Regions from separate parts of the Columba livia genome. Here region 2 is linked to region 1. Evidence: chromatin contacts called from public Hi-C data. All regions are on one chromosome and are shown on one strand. Each heading gives the region's core, a stretch centred on a gene start, on an enhancer-like site or on the middle of the called end of the contact. The rest is flanking DNA. Distances are from core to core; before and after follow the strand shown. Region 1 holds the start of CD274 (CD274 molecule). Region 2 holds the start of LOC102094287 (monocarboxylate transporter 13).

Region 1 (6,347 bases), core at 2,578-5,077:
TGCATGTGTCCAGGAAGAACATCTAATTTTACTTGCTTTAAACATCTGCCCTTGGTTATGGCAAAATATATGCTTTATCACTATCTGTCAATTAGTCGACAAATACTTACCCAATTGTTCCCCTAAACTGCAGAAGGGAGTGTTGCTCCTTCAAGAAGGAGAATGGAGGAGTTTTCTACATGAGTTCAGTGGAAGAAATAGACCTTAGTCTTTCACCACCTCTTTACCTTACTTTAACATACTGCAAATATACCCTGTGTTATAACACATGGGTCTCACAGTACTTACAATGGGGTTAATGAAGTGACATATATTGTGAACAGTATTAATGTGGTAATTAATCACTTAATGAGTATTTACACATTAATACCTTTGTAAAACAGTGACAAAAACAGCCTACAAACAAGAACTGTTGTCTTGATTTTCTGCTGCGTTACCTCTAAATATGTAAATTATTTCAATTTTCTGACAGTTTTCCCCCTCTTCATTGGCATAGCTTTTATACTCCCACACAACACCTTAAGACTGTGAAACACTTATTAATGTTGATTCATACACTTTAACCTTCACACACTGACTGCACTTGTTAAGTGTCTATTTTAAGTCAGAGCAGTACTAGTATCAAACACTGCCATCATTTTTCAACTTACTCTCAAGAAAAATCCAATCCCAATAGCGGGTTTGCAGAAGGCAACACAGATGGAACTGAGAAACTGAGTAAATCTAATACATTGCTAGGCAGACATGAGCAATTATGAAAGGATGTTCTGCTAACAGGGACAGGAAAATACAAATAAGATCCTCAGGGTGAAAGATCTGTTTCCTTGATAAATAAATTGCAAGCTTCTTAATGCGGTTAGGTACTCAATTCATTCCTCAGCCACAAGTGATGCTCTTAAAAGCACAAGCAAACTGCTGCCTAATCCTACCGCTTCCACTGATGCATGATGTGCATACGGGAGTGCCTCCATCACAATGCCACCACCTGAGTGACAAGCAGTCCTGAGCACTAGCTAAGCTCCAGAGTAAAGCTCCTCAAATGAGACAGAGGCACACCAATCTAGCAAATGCGCTCTGATCACGCTTACTCTAGAGGCAAGCCTGCAGAAGAGCAAGCCACTGAGGCTGATGTGTACAGGTGTGCACCTCTCTGCACTCACCATGCCAGAATGGCCAGACTTACAGCACACTCAGCCCCAAAACAGTTTCCACTACTTTTAAAAGTAGAATATGTATCTGAGACACTGCTCGGAACAAATAACATATACATTACAGTCATGGAAAGATACCCATACCCATATATGCAACCCATACCCACGTATGCAACCCATACCCACGTATGCAACCCCTACCTACTTTTTGTCAGGAAATCTGAATGTCGGTATGAACTCCAGGAGAAGTGTCCTGATTAACTCCTGGAAGATGGATGACAGCAAGTAAGCTTTACGGTTCTAAGACCCTTGATTGTATCCTGCAATTGCTGAACCTTGATTTGCATGCTTTCTCCCACTGTAGAGGAAAACAAGCCTTACTACATGCAAAGGAAGTATAATGATTACTTACAAAATTCCTTAAGAGTGATAAAGAATGCTGCTGTACTCAATTTTTCACATTCAGAGAGGAAAAAAAAAAAAAAAAAAGGAAAAATCAAAAAAGAGAGGAAAAAAAAAAAAATAGGTCCAGGTCAAATCCAGATGTACATGAAGAAACTTGCTGCAATAACCACTACAGACTCTTCTCCTGTTTCACCTTCAGCAAACCGATCTTCTGGCTGGACCAGCTGAAGCAGCCCAAGACCTAGATGCCAATCAAAGATCTTTACCCAAGCTGCAGTCTTCTCACTATTTTTCTTACGTAAGCTACCACAACGCCTCTTCTCTCCTCCTGCTGGCTTCTGACATCTATTGCAAACACAGATTTATAAAAGCAAAAAGATACTCATTCTACAAAATGCTTTTCAGTATTGCTGCTCTATGTTTCCCTCACAATCAAATGAAGAAGACAGGAAAAACAGAACTATTTGCCCAAAGACTTCTTGTAACAGAACTTAAATGTTGATGTAACTCTACCTACTTCTTCCCCACTATCGGAGAATTCCCCACTAGGGAAAATTCTGTATTGCTAACAGTGGTTCACTGTAACCAGTGACAGAAATGTTGGGAAAATCAGTGCATAAAATGCCACAGGCATTTTAAGAAACGTATCATCTGATCAAAGCTATATGTGAGCAACAGTCCTTGGAACATCAGTAGCAAGAAGTCATCCACCTACAGAAACTCAGGGTCCCTATAGTATTAATCTCAAACAATGCCAACAACTGCTAACAATAACCAGAAATTTCTACACAACTTACTCATTTCTGCAGAGATCATAATTAAGAATAATGGCAAAAGCATTGCTGACTTTGTCAGTGATAAGAACAGATACGCTCTCCCCAAGATTTGAGCACAATGAAGGCTCCTTGCCTTGCCATGGTGTAGTGCAAGAAAAGTTGTTATGTCTATGCATTAGCTTATCAAAAAACAAAAAGCTATGTGTTTTTCTTGATTATAGAAGTCATTCAAGAATACAGAAAAAAAAAATAAATATTAAAAGCCAAAGGATGTACTCCTATTGTACTTATACTACCTTGTGGACCATAGTGGGATAACCTGGTCAACAGCACAAAACACAACTTTAAACATACATTTCAGTGTAAGTTCACCACTTACGTTGTCTTTGCATATCTCAAAAAAAAAAAAAAAAAAAAAAGAAGCTGAGATTCCCAGAAGAGTTAAAATACTGTGAAATGATCACTTTAAAAGTTTTCAGGAAAAATTTTCTTCTGTATACTTGACAGCCCACTCACAGTAACTGTCATGGAAGAAAATACACATAATACAAAAAACTGGTAAGAATTAACCTTTTTACTTGACGTGTGGGAGGAACACAGAAACAGTGGTATATGGAATAGCTGAATGTAACATTCAGGTTCTAATAAGCTGAAACTACCTTACAAAATTGAGGAGGTAGATTTCCACAATAGGTGAGACCAATGAAGGTTAATTTCCACTGATTACAGGTTTAACCATGTTTTCCCACGGGGGAAAGAAATAAAAGGCAAGCAACAGAAAGAAACTGAAACAAACTTGTTAAATACTGACTGTGAAACCACAGAAGCCATTGATGTAGCTAGCTTTTAATGTCATGAATTTTTCATTGCTTGCCTTGAGGTCACAGGGTTGCTTTTCCATTTAAGAACTTAGGAGCAAATAAAAGACCAGGACAGGTTTTTCCTTTTTTTTTTTTTTTCTTCATTTGTTTTATATAGAGTAATATATACACACACGCGCCCACGTTTTACAGCATAGTTATATACCGCGGAGTGGGGTTTTGTTTAACTCTGCTCTGCAACAGATTTTCCAGACGAATAGCTCCGTCTTGCTTGTCATCGGGTACCCTTAAGCAAAACGTATGATCGGAGCAACCTTAAGGGAGAAAAGCTCCCGGGCAGGCTCCAGCAGCGGCAGATGCCGCTGCTGGAGCCTGCCCGGGAGCTTTTCTCCCTGAAGGATGCTGTCCCTGCGCCCCTTGCCGCCTGCCCCTCCAGGTGTCTAGGGGCGAAGAAACACCCGCTCCCGCCCTCGCAGGCAGCGGACCCGGGGGCTGGTGGGGCAAAGACCCTCCCGGCTGACCCCTGCCCGCCTAGCCCCTACCTGGCGGACCCTCAGGGCACTGCGGGCCACCTCGCCCGGCACCTGCTCCCGTCGGCGGCCGCAGCGGCTCTGCGGGGCGACGGCCGCCCCGCCTCAGCCCGGCCCGGCTCGCCCCGCTCCGCCCCCTCCCCTGGACTCCGGGCCGTCGGACCCCGCCGCGGCTTTCCCCGCCCGCCCCCGCTGCGGGTTTGACGATGGAGGCCCTCCCCAGTTCGGCACTCCGCGGAAAGCCGGCACGAAAAGCCCCGGCGCAGTGCTCACAGCCCGTATTTCCCAGCGCTGCAGTCGGGGTGCCCTCCCGGCAGACCTTTCCCTTTCCTAAAAGCCACGGGTTCTCGGTAAACAAAACCGAAAGCGAGCAGCGCCGCCACTCTTTGCTCATTCCTTAGTGTTTGTAAAACACAAATAAAAAAACTAGGATTTTTATTATCATCTATGTCCAAGAATTGATAGTCGCTGGTTTGTTCCAGATGTCTGACACGGGAATCAAAATTATCTGGGTCCTGAACTTTATCTCAGCAACCCTGAAAGCCTACTAATTTCAGGAGGGCTGCTTAGGCACAGACTACCCTTCTTCATTAGGACTGAACTGCAACATTCTTGACACTCCACAGAGTTGCTCCTGATAAGCCAGTAGTAATAGTTGTTAGGTTGAAACGGTAAAATAATAATTGCTTGCACATAAAGCCTTCTTCTCCAACTACCTTTCTTAACCTGGAAGCTAAAATATAACACAAACCAAAATACAATAAAATAACAGTAGAGAGGAAGTACACCTCAGGAAAAGGGGTACGTGGCAGGAGCGGCACGGCACATCGCTCACGCATCATGGGTGCTTGTCTTTTTTTTCTTTTCCAAACAGGAAACAGTTTCATGGTGAAATAATATCCTTTGATCCCCAAATAGATGGCTTTCATGATGAAATCTACTTAGGTGAAGGAAGACTGGTGTCAAAGGACTGGAAATCTGAGTGATTGCATAGCATCTGTAGGAAACAGCTTGCAAATGTAATAGGCCCAGGCAGGATCACTCAGCAAAGCATATTTTAACAATGATTTTGCAAGACTGGGTGTTCTACCTAAAGGTAGGCACACATAATAAGGCAAAAAAACCCTGCTTATATCCCCCCCAAATCCCAGCCACAAATTCCCTCCCCTGTTGCCCATTGGCTGGGTACTGCAGGGTTGACAAGACTACCCAATGTGTGCCTCAGTTTACATACTTCATTCATCTAATCCAAAAAATAGCTTTCCCTATATCAATCTATTTAAAATATGGGTTCCTGGCTCTTCGGCTGCTCTTTCCCCTAGATTAACTTGTATATACGAGTATCAGTTTGCGTTCTGGGATTAGTTGGAAGAGACTTTGTTTTACATTAAGGATTAGTAGTCTGATATCTTTCGGTCCTTCTTCCCCACTGGGTTCAGGCACCAGGTTCTCAGTTTTGTAAAAACAGCACTCCTTCATTAAACATTCCTTACAATTTCCTCCTCTCCTTATTTTTTATTTTTGTTGTTTTGCATTTTCTTATGGTATAGTTCTATAGGTGGCTTCAATTCTAGACAACATGATTTCACGTCTTTATTCAGGAGTTATGCGTTTGCTGTTGCTTCTTTCTTCTTGTTCTTTTAGCAGCATCGTTTTATCTGAGTATTGCAGTGGCCCTAAAGGCATTTGCTTTGATGGAGCTTTCTCAATAAGGTGTTAACCAAGTCCTCGGACACTCAGAATGATGCAGTTAGTGCTCCTGCTACTATGATTAAAGAAGTAAAAATAGGTATAATTTCTTCCCATTTTCAAAACCAAGATTCTAATAATCCCAAGAGCTGACTATCTATTCCTGAATTCTCAGCCAATTCTTCTGCTAAAATTCTAAGTCCTTGCAAACCTCTAGTTACACATGTATCACCTTTCTCTGCCACCTAGGACCATCCTATTTTTCCACGTCATTCTACTAGTAGCATCTAATTGTTCAGCGATTCCTTTAACTGCTTGTCTAGTAACATTCATAAATCATTGTTGGTTATAATAACTAACATACCCAGTCTACATTCTTGTTTATAGTTATCCACCAGAGTAAAAAGGACTCAAAACCCACCATTACTTGATTTCTTGCTTTGTGTTCATTGGGGACCCATCTGGTAACCCTAATTGAACTGAGATAAACTCTGTCATCAAAGGAAAACCCTAAACTCCTTTTCCTGTTGCACCGATGAATCAGTGTTCAAATGCCAGGGTAAAAGGAATTGCCAATTGAACAGTATCAATCACAGGTACCTTCCCAGTGCAGGGTGGGAAATGGAATGAAGTGTCATCTTCCCACAGTACCACCAAAGATCCACTTGATAAACATTTGATAAACATTTAAGGAAGCATTAGGACCAACTACCTGTGTCTCTTCACACCTACTCATGTACCTAGGAACCTGGTATCATTCCTGCCCCATCGTGAGAGACAGGCAGGATGATTTCCAATTATTCCTGAAAATCACAGAATAATTTTGATATTTTTCTCCTGTAAGGCTGGAAATAGTAGGGAGAGAGTATGACACGACTTACTTCCCCACGCCACAGAGTCTTGTTTTAAGTCTAAGATGCACTCCATCCCCTGTCAATCTTCGCCCCATCCCAGAGAAAAGGGTATTACTTGTGC
Region 2 (6,020 bases), core at 98-2,597, 140 kb before region 1:
TTCTTGTTTTCATGCAACTTGTACATAAAGCTTCCCAAATAACTGAATTCATTCTCTCTCAGAGGTGGGGTAGACTCCCTGTGGGTTGGTGATACTTAGCACTTTGCAGAAACAAGAAGACAAAATAAGTGAGTATTAAGTTTTTCCATGCTTAGATGAAGAAACAGGACTTGTTAGTGTGGGTTTGGTTTGGGTTTCCAGGGCAAGCATGGTACTCTACCTTGGATTTGAAAAAGAAGAAGAAGATGAAAAGGAACAGGAAAAGGAAAATGAAAAGGAACAGAAAAAAGAAAAAGAAAAAGAAAAAGAAAAAGAAAAAGAAAAAGAAAAAGAAAAAGAAAAAGAAAAAGAAAAAGAAAAAGAAAAAGAAAAAGAAAAAGAAAAAAGAAAAAGAAAAAGAAAAAGAAAAAGAAAAAGAAAAAGAAAAAGAAAAAGAAAAAGAAAAAGAAAAAGAAAAAGAAAAGAAAAAGGGGAAAGAAGAAGAAGAAAAGAACACATTTGATGTACACAAAGGGAAAACTACTTTTAGCAAAGGCTGATACTGGGAGAGAAGTATTAACTAGACTATGTAATTAAACCCAAAGTAGATCTTTAATAAATTGACAACAGATTAGCTAATAGAATCTTTTTTAAAATCGTTGTACTAGAAAGAAGATGGAAAGAAACACAGAAATAAATTGTCATTTATGCTGAAACTTCCTTCATATATGTGCCTTTGTGCGCAGCCAGGCAACAAGTACTTACTATGTTTGTCACACTTCTGGTCTTCATCTAACACTCAGACTGTCTCTGCTGATGCTCTCATGTCACCACAGCTTCAAATACAACACAGCCGTGCTAGTTATTGCTCTTCAGACACAAATTCAAGAGGACCTCATAACAAAATTCTCCTTTCTAACTTCATTATTTTAGTAAGAGCCAGTCTAATCGATACGACCTATGACATAATTTACTGACAAAGCACATGAGGATGGACAAGAGGTGCTGAACGTTCTGAGCAGGCAGTACAAAGAAACAAAAGTAAAGTATAGCATAAAGTACCTTATTCAGGTAACCCAGGCTTTTATGTGATATGAAGCTCTTTCTTCACCTTCCAGTCGTATGTATGTTCTTCAGTTCTGCTGTAAACCGCTGGGTCATCTTACCTATTGTGCGTTGCGTGCACAGTCTATCTGAACAAACTAACTTGTCTCATTCAGGATGTGTAAGCTGTCAGATTTTATAAGAATCCCCTCCTCACCTCCCCAAAAGTCATTTGACTCCACCTACACTCAGAAAAACAAAGTTCTGTTCTGACTAGAGATCAAAGAAAGCAAAATCAGGGATGGAGGGAGGGAATGAGAGAAGGCAAATTTTATAACATATTTGCACTGTACTTGTACTAGACCTGGACTGCTGTCTGTAGTTTTTATTAAACTTAACTACTGGGCCAATTAGAAAGTTTGGGTGTGTCAGCTGCCCTTAAACTCTCTGATGTTTTGGGGCAGTTACTGTCAATGTTTGTTCAAATACGGAATTTATTTGTGGCTTCTTTGTGACTGTTCTGCTGGGCAGATGTTGGCTACAGCTGAGCATCACATAGCCTGAAACAACCACAGAGATGATGGGAAGCTTGAATATGCTCTCCAGGTCCTGAGCCTGCAACACGGATGGTCAGAACCTTTCACTGTGTCGGAGCAGTCTCTTTGTTGTGTTTTTGTTTTGTTTTGTTTTGTTTTTTTTAATGGCCCCCAATTCCTTATATACTGCTGGATCTTGTAAAGTTTCTATCCTCACACTTTCACTGCTAGCTTATTGTAATTGATTCTGTCTTTCCTAACAATTTGCCTTGCACTGGGCTATTCCCTGCTATTGAAACACTTGAGGGGGGAGTGTGGATTGTTGCAGTAGCTTGTCACTTTCTGTAGTATTATTATTTACACGCTTGTGTGCTTACCTTAGGACTTGATCAGTGATCTGTGTAGTTGTGTGTGCTAAGGGGAAGTATGAACATACAAATTGATCAGTTGACCTGCATAACTAAGAAACAGATATAATTTATAATTTGGGGCATTTTTGAAGTAGGAAATCAACAAGTTGGTGTGGTGACATTAAAATTTTCTTTCACTGGGAGGATTCTCTAGGACTGCTTTGTAGTGCTGGAGAAGTCAAAAACATGGCTAAGAAAAATTATGGGGCAGTTTTTGAAGTGTATTTATTTAAGTGGGTACTGCTGACAGAAAAGTTGCTGCCATCCCTTCTTCACCTTCCTGCTACAATGTGGGCACTTAGGCAGTGAACCAGAGTGGTAGACCCATCCAGCTGGGCAAAATAATATGTCAGGGCAGCTACTCAATTCAGAGAAATCAGTTGGGTGCCTTCACAAAGCAGAAGGCAGAAAATGTGGACAGAAACAAAATTTGGCAGATGAGGGTGCTTAATCCAGAGGATAAATTCACATGGCAGTGATAGCACAATTAGTACATTCACACTCCTGTGAAGCTGTGAGCCTGGAAGCTCTGCCTTATAGACAAGGAAATGCAAGTAAATTCAGTGATGTCAATGAGGAATGATAACTGAATTATGAGCTTACTTGAAGACAAAGTTTCCGAGTAAATTGTCAGCAGTGACACTGCTCACAGGCTAAAACACTATTTTCACGATTTTCTGTCAGCGTATAGAATCTTTATGCTATACCTTCAGCTTTGTATAGTATTTCTCTCTAATCACCTACCATTTTTCTCCACATTTTACATTTCAAAATTAAACCTAAGCCTCTCTCACTTCTCCTTAAGAGACAAGAAAAAAAAAAAGTTTAGACTGTAATTGTATAAATACTAGTTAGTTTATTTCTTGTTTAGCATGTAAGCATTTTAGGACACACTGAAGAGAGCTTTCAGGTTTCCATTCCTACATTGGAGAAAACAGCTTATTCCAGGTGGTAAGACGAGTCACTTGCTCAGATCTAGTTTGTCAGCTCAGCTGTCACTAAGTGCAAGGGCTAGCTTTTACTTTAAGCGCTTGAACAAGCGCATAATATGTTCATAGGGAGACGGCTATATGAAACATTTGGTGTGAAGTGAAATGAGAATCTGCCTGGAACATCTGTACTTCAGAGAATAACGGTGATTCATGATTAGGAAGAGATTATGCTTAAATTCTGCCCAATCACGTCATAAAGAATTATTTAACCATTCAGGAGTCATCCATGTCGTGGCTTTTACTATTAGGCTTGTAGAACAAAACTGGCAATGCTTTAAACAGGGGCTGGCTATACATGCTTTTCAAAATGCCTTTTTCCTAATAATCTTGAATCTGAAATAGTGACTGTGTTCTGTGCTGCTGTAAACGGTTTCAGCTACATTGATTTAAAAGTTATTTCCTCCCTTTCACCACCAGAGAATTTGTTCACCGATTTCTCAGTTGGAATAGGGTTGCTTTCAAAGAAGATACAAGATATCTATTGGCTGTTTATTATTATTGCAGTACATGAGGGAAACAAGTCTCCGCAGTGTAATTTTTATTTAAATAAACTGCACAAATGTAAAAGGCCAGCCTGCCATAAATACACACAGAGCCTGGCAAAGTCTCCGAGCAGTCAGCTGTCCTCAGGTGAAAGGACGGATGAACATGAGCCAATAGTGTGTCCTGGCAGCCAAGAGGGCCAGCTGTGTCCTGGGTGCACCAAGCCCAGCATTGCCAGCTGGGCAAGGGAGGTGATTGTCCTGCTCTGCTCTGCACTGGTGCGGCCTCACCTGGAGCACTGTGTGCAGTTCTGGGCAACACAGGATAAAAAGGATATAAAGCTACCGGAGAGCATCCAGAAGAGGGCTACAAAGGTGGTGAAGGGTTTGGAGGGGAAGCCGTATGAGAAACGGTTAAATCACTTGGTTTGTTCAGCCAGGGGGAGACTGAGAGGAGACCTCATGGTGGCTACAGCTTTCTCACAAGGGGAGGAGGAGGGGCAGACACCAAACTCTTCTCTTTGATGACCAATGACAGAACCCGAGGGAATGTGAGAAAGATGTGGCAGGGGAGGTTTAGGTTGGGCATTAGGGAAAGGTTCTTCCCCCAGAGGGTGGTGTAGCACTGGAACAGGCTCCCCATGGAGGTGCCACAGCCCCAAGCCTGACAGTGTTCAAGATGAGACTGGACAATGCCATCAGACACATGGTGTGAACTGTGGCATTGTCATACGCAGGGACAGGAGTTGGACTTGATGATCTTTGTGGGACCCTTCCAGCTCGGGACACTCTATGATTCTATGAAACCATGCCTCCTGTGTTCAGCCGTCCTCGGCAGTGACCATGCTTGTCCCTCTACCTGGAACTACCAGCTCTTATCACATACACACGCTTTTTTTACTGACCTAAGCTTTCTGAGAGCATTATATAAACAGATAGTAAGCCAAGATAAAATATTCCCAAGTCATGTGTTTTCTTAACTAAGAGAATATTTATCAAAATGACTGAATCAAAATTACTTTACCTTTGGTTTGTGGTATTAAATGATTGCAGATGTAATATGGAGTGGCCTGAATGTGAATTATCCGAGGACTGTGTGTAGGCGAGATGTTAGCATAGGAAAGGACTGGGAAACTATTATGGAAGAAATAAACAGGCTGATATCACTGCCAAAACAGCTGACACGGGATGCTAAAGCAAACTGGGTAAGAAATGTAGGTGAGTGTGGAAAGACCTGAGGTCTTGAAGGAAAAACAGAGATTAATCTTGATGTGATTAGAGAAGGAGAACTAAGATGATTCAGTTGCATCATGTTGTTAGGCTGATGAAGGAGGTGATTCCTGTGCTTGTGTTTTGTGGCGGTAAGATAGCTGACAGTGATGGCTGGCAGACATCTGAGGGGCTAAGGAGCAAGAAGAGTTAGCAATCAAGTGATTAAGTGATCAGGTTTTGGCAGAAGCTCTCAGACTGTACAAGATGAGATATTTAATAGATAAAGGAAGAATAAATGGCTTATATTTTGACTGGGTTCTAGTTTTCCTATTATCAGCTTAAGAAATTATAACTAGCTAAAGATTGACTGAACCTTTCCAGCCTGGGAGCAAAACAAGAAAAAGCCTTCTGTCCTGAAATCATGCAAGGGGTGCTGACCAGCCAACATAAAGCCCCGGCCTCCCTTTAATATGCTGAGCCTGCATGGAAAAGAGGGCAGAGTATCCACAGGGAAGAGGGTAACATTGAGTCTAAATCGGCTGTGAAGGGAGGGTATGTTTGTCTGAAGAAATGTTGTTTTGGTTTTTGACAAACAATAATCAGTTCATTTTCTTTATCTAATTATTGGTTGTGATTACAGCTCCCATTACAAAATAACAGGGTAGGAAAGTGAGGGAGCACAGAAAATGAGAACTGCTAAACAGGGAAGAGGGAAAAGCACTGCTTAATCCTATCAAAACAAAATAGTTAAGCACAGTGCTGGCACAAACAGTGTGTCTGTACCCTACCAATCTAGAATCTGCGGGTGGTTCTTCAACTTTCAGTTCTTAAATGAGTGACCACGGTTTTAGCATTCTGCTTTAACTATAGGATGATGATGGAAATGCCCAGGTCTTGGGTACATCTGGACTGTTGATGAGGCATATTCTGTCCTGTATCTTGGGAAAGAAACAGATGTGTTTGGCTCAATGACCCCTAAATTTCCTCTGGGAAAGATTTTTACAAGGATTCAGTTGAGAGCACAGACATTTAGGGATATAAGCTTCAACTCTTTGTGCCATTTTCTTAAACTAGACTACCATTTACAATGTCATCCATGGCTAGATGCTGTATTGTAGTGTTCTGTGATAAAGTGAGGCAATAAAGACCAAAAAGAAGAAACGCAGACTTCCCTGACAGCCTGAAGTGTGCCAATGTAGAAGAGTTCTCAAAGTGAACAGCTCTTTATACCTGAACTGAATACAGGCTACAGAAGACTGCCCTGTATTTTTACAAGGGTGGATTCTTGCACTGAGTTCTTAAAAAATTCTTCCTGGATTTGTTTTTAAGACTAAGATAGCTACAGATAATTAAGAATAACATCTA

Evidence for each region. Hi-C and Micro-C count contacts between places; a contact is called where the count stands out from the background.
Region 2: a contact with region 1 is called in a Hi-C map of liver, with 2.3 times the contacts expected there. The contact joins the promoter of LOC102094287 here to the promoter of CD274 in region 1. A contact is called at or near these places in 2 of 2 Hi-C or Micro-C datasets (crop and liver).

What each region holds. Positions count from the first base shown.
Region 1 is chrZ:59,859,386-59,865,732 of bColLiv1.pat.W.v2, reverse strand. CD274 (CD274 molecule) reads right to left here and starts at 3,827. Exons shown (of 8, transcript XM_065046049.1): 1 at 3,696-3,827.
Region 2 is chrZ:59,994,451-60,000,470 of bColLiv1.pat.W.v2, reverse strand. It overlaps LOC102094287 (monocarboxylate transporter 13), which reads right to left and starts at 1,347. Exons shown (of 6, transcript XM_065046042.1): 1 at 1,042-1,347.